Regions from separate parts of the Cyprinus carpio genome. Here region 1 is linked to region 2. The links are chromatin contacts, called in public Hi-C maps. All regions are on one chromosome and are shown on one strand. The core of a region is the stretch at or near the end of the contact, and the rest is flanking DNA. Distances in the headings are between cores, read along the strand shown. Region 1 overlaps LOC109045386 (Krueppel-like factor 8). Region 2 holds the start of LOC109045386 (Krueppel-like factor 8).

Region 1 (4,097 bases), core at 1,335-3,834, 37 kb after region 2:
TCAACCTCCCCTGAAAGACACCATGCAGGTCTTGGACCATAATAAGAACATTAAAACACACATACAAAAAAAATGCTGAATGTTTTTTTCATAGGAGAACCCCACCCAAATAAAACTATGAGGAAACACTAATGCTTGTTTAACACACTAATACAACCCCAAAGTCTGAACTCAGGGAGGAGTTGTGCTTGGCTGTTTTTTTGTTGTTTTTTTCCGGTTGTTAACTTTGTATGTAGCTCCATGAAACCCAGTTGAATGTAATGGACACATTATGAAGGTCAGTAAATTGTGTTATTTGGGTGGGGACCATCTTCAAAGAGACAGTAAAGTAGATCAGTTTCTTTTGGACTCATTTTATGGGAAAACTACTAAGGTGGAGGACGCAGTGTGCTTTATTGAACAGGCCCATAGCACCCCAAATTGTCTCTAGTGTGAGGTTGTTTGTGAAGAAGGATCTCTGTATATGTTTTTTTTTGAGTAATATGGGGCAGTTTGGTTTGGGGAGAAGAGAATTAATGAATAGGCAGCACCCTTCCCCCTTCATTTAGAAGGTAATCTTTGAATACTCTGGGGCTTCTACAAATCATCTGGTTAAAGGTCACGTCCAGAGATCTCAGGCCAGTACTTAACTATCCACACCCTGTGTCAATATGGAACATGTATTTAACTTGTGATATTTTTCTCTCTCTTTTTCTTTGTCCTGTGGACTTGTGAACTGTCTGGATGCCAACAAACACAAAAGACTTCTCGCAAATTTATAATAATGGTCTGAATCATATTATGTCCTGGAAGTGATGTTGTTTGAATTAAACTTTAGGCAGGAAGGCCTTTCTGTATTTGATTTATTGGCTTGTTTGAGAAATGGACCCAGTGCTCTGCTTACACCTTATTTCAGCGTGAAGCTTTTTAAACAATCATAACATATGAACAGAACAATATATACAGTGGGCTGCTAAAGTATGAGACCACAGATCTGGATAAACAAATTTCAACCTGCAAATGTGAAATCCTTTGTATAAATGATATTTAACAAAAAATGCTCATTGGTAGGGTCTGCTCTTAAAAAATAAGATCAGCTCTTAAAAGTAAGCGCTTATTTTTATTTAAAACCACTACCATTTAATAAAAACAGTATTGGAACCAAAAATATAAGTCAGCTCTTTTAATGATGTGCATTTTTGCATGCATACAAAATTGCTCTAGTGGCACCACAGCACTATTGAATCCAATTTCCAAACAAAATGATTCTTTTATTGGATCAAAACAATACAGTGTGACCAGTATTGTCCAACCGATTGCCAAACTAATGACTCTTTTGCATACAGCTTATAACTTACTGTGTTATATGGTGGGACTTACACTTAAAATAGTATTACTAACATGTTCTTCTTGTTACAACATGGTTAGATTTTGCATATTATGTATTTTACAGAAATGATCTTGTTAGTTAATATATATATATATATATATATATATATATATATATATATATATATATATATATATATATAGTTAACTTGATTTAAAACCAGAAAAAAATAGCTATTTGAAAAAAAAAATGTAAATAAATAAATATAGAATAACTCTTATTTTATGTGAGCTAGATGCAAAGGTAGCATTTCTCATTTTCATTTAGTTGATAACTTAATGTTCTAAAGTAACTAAAACTGAAATTACTAAAAGCTATATAAAAAATTCAAAAGCAGTTTAAAAAACTGATAAAAGACAAAAATACGTGACTTTAAAAATACTTTGAAAAACAGAAAATATAAAAAACTAATTCAAATAATAATAATAATATTAATAGAAATGAAGGATGGCATATTTAAAAAGCTGAAATTCATGTTAATATTTCAGTTGATAATTTATTTTTTTCTTTTTCAGTGCGTATAAAGCCAGGCTCAACCTCTCCAGTCGAGTATCAGTCTGAAAGTGATGCTGAGAGCGGCACAGAGTCTGGATCGGCCTCTTTCAGCACACAAGGGATGGAACCCAGGTGAGAGAGAGTGTGTCTGCATATCCAGATACATCTGTACATGTCATTGTTGGGATATGTATGTGGCAGAGCGTTTGACCTCCTGGTCTAATGGCATCACTGCACCACTCCTCTGGACGATTATGTAACCTTCAGCACACTGGAGGCCCATGGCTCTTTTAGCGTTGATTATAAGCTGGATGCATCCTCTTCTGTTGGGTGTGTGTGAGTGTGTGTTGCTGGGCAGGGTTCTCTCTAAACTGGGTGTAAACAATGTTACATAACTTGCAATGTCGTCACACCTTTGAAAGCTGAAGTAAAATGCAAAGAAGGACAGATAGAAGTGGCAGGGTGATGGGGTAGGATGGAGAACAAGAAGGTCTTTTGCCGGTGTGTGCATAATTGTTCGGACATGCGGTTAGATGATTGCTTGGAGAGAGAAAATTCGATGGAAAGGAGTTGGGAGAAAGAGGGGAAAGGGAGTGAACTGGTTTGCAGCCAGGGAGGGGAAAGGAAGAGACTGAGAAAGAGAAAGAGAGAGGAAGGAAAGGAGGGGAGAGAGACACAGACTGAAAAAAACATTGCAAGGGGAGGGGGGGGATTGGAGCGGGAAGGGAAAGGGAGAGAGATCAGCATTGAACTGGAAACTCTCCAGCTGTATGGAATTTAGAGACACACACATACATGCCTGCTCTTCAGCCCTCCCTGGTGGCCAGTTAGGATGGTTACACCAGGGGTCCTGTCATGGTGCTATATATTACTCATACTTCTGTCCCAGAATCATTTTAAGTAGCGTTTTTACACTGCAAGATTATTATATGTATAGTAATAAGAGGCTCATATTTAATTTAATTGGTTTTATCATTTAAAATCAGTAAGGTTTTTAAAACAGGTGTCAGTTTTGCTATCTGGCATCCTGCACACTAAAATAAATAAATGCCATAGCTTTTTATGTAACATAGTAAAAATAAGTCAAATGTATGATAAGCAATGTGTAATTTAAACTGAATTGCAAATAAAATAATGGTCGTTTCCAAACAGGTTTCTCGGGGCATGGCGATATAACTAAACATTTTAATTTTTTTTATGTGTGTGTGTGTGTGTGTGTGTATGTATATATATATATATATATATATATATATATATATATTTTTTTTTAATATTTGTTGTATTTTTGCATTTGCGCAAAAAATTGTAAAAAGGTAATCTTTTTTTTTACACCCCATGAAATAGAACTGATATCGATATAAATTGGTTGCAAATTATACAGTTTTTTTTTACTGCTAAATCAGCACTCATTAATAATAAAGAAATTAAGACAGTGACTACTTGCTGTATTTTACTTAATGAACACAACATTAACATTTTAAAATTATATGTAGTTCAAGTACCAAAATAGAAAAAACTTTTTTTTTTTTAATTGTAAACAGTTTTTTAAAAATCTTTTTATTGGCATTTGTGCTTTTTTTATTATTGTCAATGACAATGTACCTTAAAATGTTACATAAATGAAAAAAATGTAAGGTCATGTAGGCTAGTAAATGGAACATCCAAGAAAGGTTGATTCATTTGAAAACTTATTGGTATCACTGTGCAGCAACACTTCCAACCTCCAGATTCAAACAGTTTTCGTGTTTGGTGCCATTAGTGGTGCAGAAATGCCACGCTTCACCTTTAAGAGTTTCGCATTACAAGTTTTCATTGTATGCTTTTATTGTAACGTCTAGTTTGATCACTGTAATCCCAAGGATGTTTGCTAGATTAATCAATTTTACTCGTGAAGATGTTTGTACCTGCCTTCACATGCACAAATGCTCCCTTAATCTTTAGATTGTCCGATAGGTTTACGTATGATTTGAACTAGTCGCCACACCCTAATAAATAAAACGTGTTTTGTTCTCAGTATGAATACAGATGTGGACATCCAAGTTGACCCTGACTCACCAGACATGAAGAGAAGGCGTGTACACATGTGCGATTATGACGGCTGCAACAAAGTCTACACCAAGAGCTCGCATCTAAAAGCCCATCGCAGAATACACACAGGTATACCTTTTTCCTTGTATTTGTAAAGTCACGTCAGCTTTATTTACCTTTATTTAGCCAGGAAGTCACATTGAGA
Region 2 (3,732 bases), core at 737-3,236:
ACAACATTTGTGTGTGTTCAGATGAGCAGGAATCTATCCTACACAATTATTCGCTAATTACAGGGGTTATTCGTCCAATCCAATGCATATTTTAAAGATATTCTTTTTTTTCTAAATAAAATCACAGGTAGGCCTAAATAAAGCAGACGTTAGTATCGATATTTTTGTTTGGGTATCGATACTTTCGATACTCGCGTCCGTGTCGATATATCGATCCTTCCCTTATTCTTCCTCAAGGAAACGAAAAATAAGTCAGCTGGCATGTAGCCTATTTGTGGGAGAAATTCATGAAACATTGTGCTATTCCCGGCTGTAGAATAACGTCTGCATCCCTGCATTACATTATCCCAATATTAGAAACGAGTAATCAATGAATAACACTTTGGCTAAAGTGTCTGTGTGTTTGTAAAGAAGTCCCTAAACGTTACAGTCTGAACCTGCTGGTTTGTTCTGCACATTTCATAGCGGGCTTCGCAAAGAAGCTGAAAGGATGGTGCGGTGCCGACTATTATATGACCCGACACCCAACCTGCAGCATGTAGTAATTTGATAAAAACTCTTTGAACGGTCTCTTATAACAGATTTGTCCCTTACCGCTTCATGTTTCCCGTTGTGCGGAGGCTTCCGGTTATCATAGGAAGTGTAGTTTGAAAGGATTATGGGAAATGTAGTTGAAAACTGGGGAAAAGACATATCAGTCCTCTCCAAAGAAATGTTATTCATCAAGACCCGATTATTATTGATAATTATATACAATAACTTTCAATCATGAGGGGAAATATAAAGGAGGAAAATGGATCAAAGCACATTTTTAAAATGCAGGGGCATGAACATGTTTTTTATGCAAAAAACCCTCAAATAGTGATCCTTTTGCAAGGGACTCATTAATATTGTGATACTAGTATAATATTTATATGACATTGTTCCAAAAAATATATATATATATTTTAATAAAATCATGACTATTGTAACTTAAAGTCAAAGAAGTGATCTTTATTATTTGGTTTTAGGTTAACTTTATTTTAAGGTTTTAGGTTTAACTTAGTGCTGTCAAACGATTAAATGAGATTAATCGCATCCAAAATAAAAGTTTTTGTTTATATAATATATGTGTGTGTACTGTGTATATTTATTATGTATATATAAATACACAAACACACATGTATAAATTTTACCAACATTTATATATATATATATATATATATATATATATATATATATATATATATATATATATATATATTCCTATATAATTTTATTATATATAAATATAAATATGTCATATATAAACAAAACATATTTTTCTTAAATATATACATGCATGTGTGTGTTTATATATACAGTAGCTACATAATAAATATACACAGTACACATACATATATAAACAAAAACTTTTATTTTGGATGCGATTAATCGCGATTAATCGTTTGACAGCACTAGTTTAACTTAAATCAAATAATCAGTGTTAATCTCCTCATTTCCACAGATGCAGAATGAAACTGTAACCACATCAAGTCCGGTGAGTGTTAATTTCTTATGTTTATTTTTCATAGATCCCTTAGTGTCCTTCTGGACCCCAGTTTGAAAACTCTTGCTATAGACTTTTGTCTTTATGCAGCTAATTATATTAAAGGTTCTGCATTTTAGACTAAAAAATAATTAAAAAAAAAAACACTAATGGGGCCCATAATAAAGTTTTTGTATGCTTTCGCTTCTTTTATGGGCATTTTTGTCTCCAAACTATAGCTATGTAACCTTCCATTCTCAGTTACTAGCAAAAAAGGCAAGGCAAAAGATGAATGCACATATGGGGCATCATCTCTAACTCATGCAAAAAGACCACAATAGTTCAGCTCTCAACATCCGGTGCAACCTGACGTCATTATGGTTAGGCGACAAGGACTGCGATGATGATTCTGAGGTTGTATTATCGCGGTGGCGCGTTGGGCGCCGCTGCTGGTTTGGGCTGCACACACACACACAGGCTGTGATTGACACACTGAAGGGGTGGGGACGCAGGGTGGGGTCAGCAGCAGGGAGAGGCGGAGGAGAGACTCACAGCTCGAGCCCAACCCTGAAACACGGCAACAAACACACACTGAAAGACGACCGGGGCGACGGAAAAGAGGGTTTATTTCTCGACGCCGGGGATATGATTTCTGTGATCCGCCGAGGCAACGAGCGCACCTTTCTCCTCTAATACTGAGGTGGGAAAACTGCCATCGAGCTCACTGTTATTCAAATATCACCCCGCCCGATCCGATCGACCCCCTCCACTCCACCCCTTCACCGCCGCTTAGATACCGAGATGCACACGGAGACTCGGAACAAAAAAGTAAGTCCGTTTATCGTTCGCTATCGACTCATTTGGCAACGCAGCCGGTTGCTTTTGACGGCTGTCGCTGTCCGATTTCCATTCTGCAGGACTCTGCCTGAGTTCCTCATCTATGAGCAATCACCCGGTTTCGGTTTGCTCGCCGTTAACCGTAATGAGCCGATAATATGTGAGCTGCTGGGTGATTACTTCACTCGTGCATGCGGCTCTGAGCTCGTGCTTATCCGAAAGCCTCCTAACGATAGCGCTGGTGCATTTGAAATACTTGTGCAACAAACTCGGTGTGTGGCACATCTGTCAGAGCCGTCGCTTATCTGCAGTGCTGTTTTAAAGCGGCGAAGGCAGGAAGGAAGCGCGCCGAATGCAGCTCGCTGGAGAGACACCATCTTATTTGCTTTCTTAAAGGGACAGCAGCCTTGCATTTGCATGGGATGAAGAAAGTCTCTTATGTTGTTGCTGCCCAGTGATGCTGTACGCTGTTGCCTTTTGTCATCATCTTTCAGTTGTTAAGGGATAAATATCAACGTGTTGTCTGCAGTGCATTGTTTAACATGAGACTGCAGCTTGTTAAGGACTGTAGGCTACTGAAAACTGTCATGAACATCCCATGATGCCAAGTAAGGAGAGGGTCACATTTGTAGTGTATTTGAAACTGTTGGTTTTTGCTGCACAGAAGTATGCACTAGAACTTTTAAATGGGTTACACTGATATCGAGAGATAGCTGCATGTGTATATGTATGGTCAGCTTGTCACTGTCACAAAATAAGACCTAAAAGGATGTTCAGTGTGAACCCAGCATATAGCAAAGGGGTCTTCGATCAGAAGGGGTTATTTTGTGATTTGTTTTGTCGGTTGGTTGCATTTCAGAATGATTTACAGAATGAACGGTCAGTTATACGACAACGGCCCAGACAACAGTCATTATTCAGAAACATTTGACAGCAGAATGCAGTGATTGGCCAATCAGAAGAAGTGTGTATTTGGATTTTTTTTTTTTTAAATTAGATGACAGATTATATATATTTGTCATTTTTATATTTAATTATGGATATTGTATACTATCATCACAATATTAGCCAAATAGTTATTAATTGGCAATTAATTGCAAATAATTGGCCTGCCTGATATATTGATCCATTACTACAAAGAAGTAAGAATAATTCTAATTAATTGTTTAATACATTTTCAAAATTGTGTAATATTTAGATGTTTAGCAGATAGACATTAAAATGCCCAAATATCTTGGCATTTTGATCCATCCCTACAAAGAGGCATTTTTAAGATATATACCTTAATCAGGCTAGCTCCATATTTAATTTCTGACAGAAATGAACACAAGGCAGAAAGGGATAGACGTAGAGTGCATTCTAAGGACTGTACTGTTTTCAAACACTAT

The links. A called contact is a pair of places that touch in the nucleus more often than the background predicts.
Region 1: a Hi-C map of skeletal muscle shows a contact between it and region 2, with 4 times the contacts expected there. The contact joins the enhancer-like site here to the promoter of LOC109045386 in region 2. A contact is called at or near these places in 4 of 8 Hi-C or Micro-C datasets (liver and skeletal muscle).

The regions. Positions count from the first base shown.
Region 1 is chrB21:16,247,412-16,251,508 of ASM1834038v1, forward strand. It overlaps LOC109045386 (Krueppel-like factor 8), which reads left to right. Exons shown (of 6, transcript XM_042748131.1): 4 at 1,885-1,996; 5 at 3,879-4,021. Among protein-coding and RNA genes, the nearest start is that of LOC109045387, 20 kb to the right of the region's middle. Within about 2 kb of position 2,585, at least 2 of the 8 cell types and tissues checked have an H3K27ac peak or open chromatin away from gene starts, as enhancers often do. A contact at or near this core is called in skeletal muscle, where this site is marked.
Region 2 is chrB21:16,211,063-16,214,794 of ASM1834038v1, forward strand. LOC109045386 (Krueppel-like factor 8) reads left to right here and starts at 1,987. Exons shown (of 6, transcript XM_042748131.1): 1 at 1,987-2,335. The coding sequence starts at 2,309.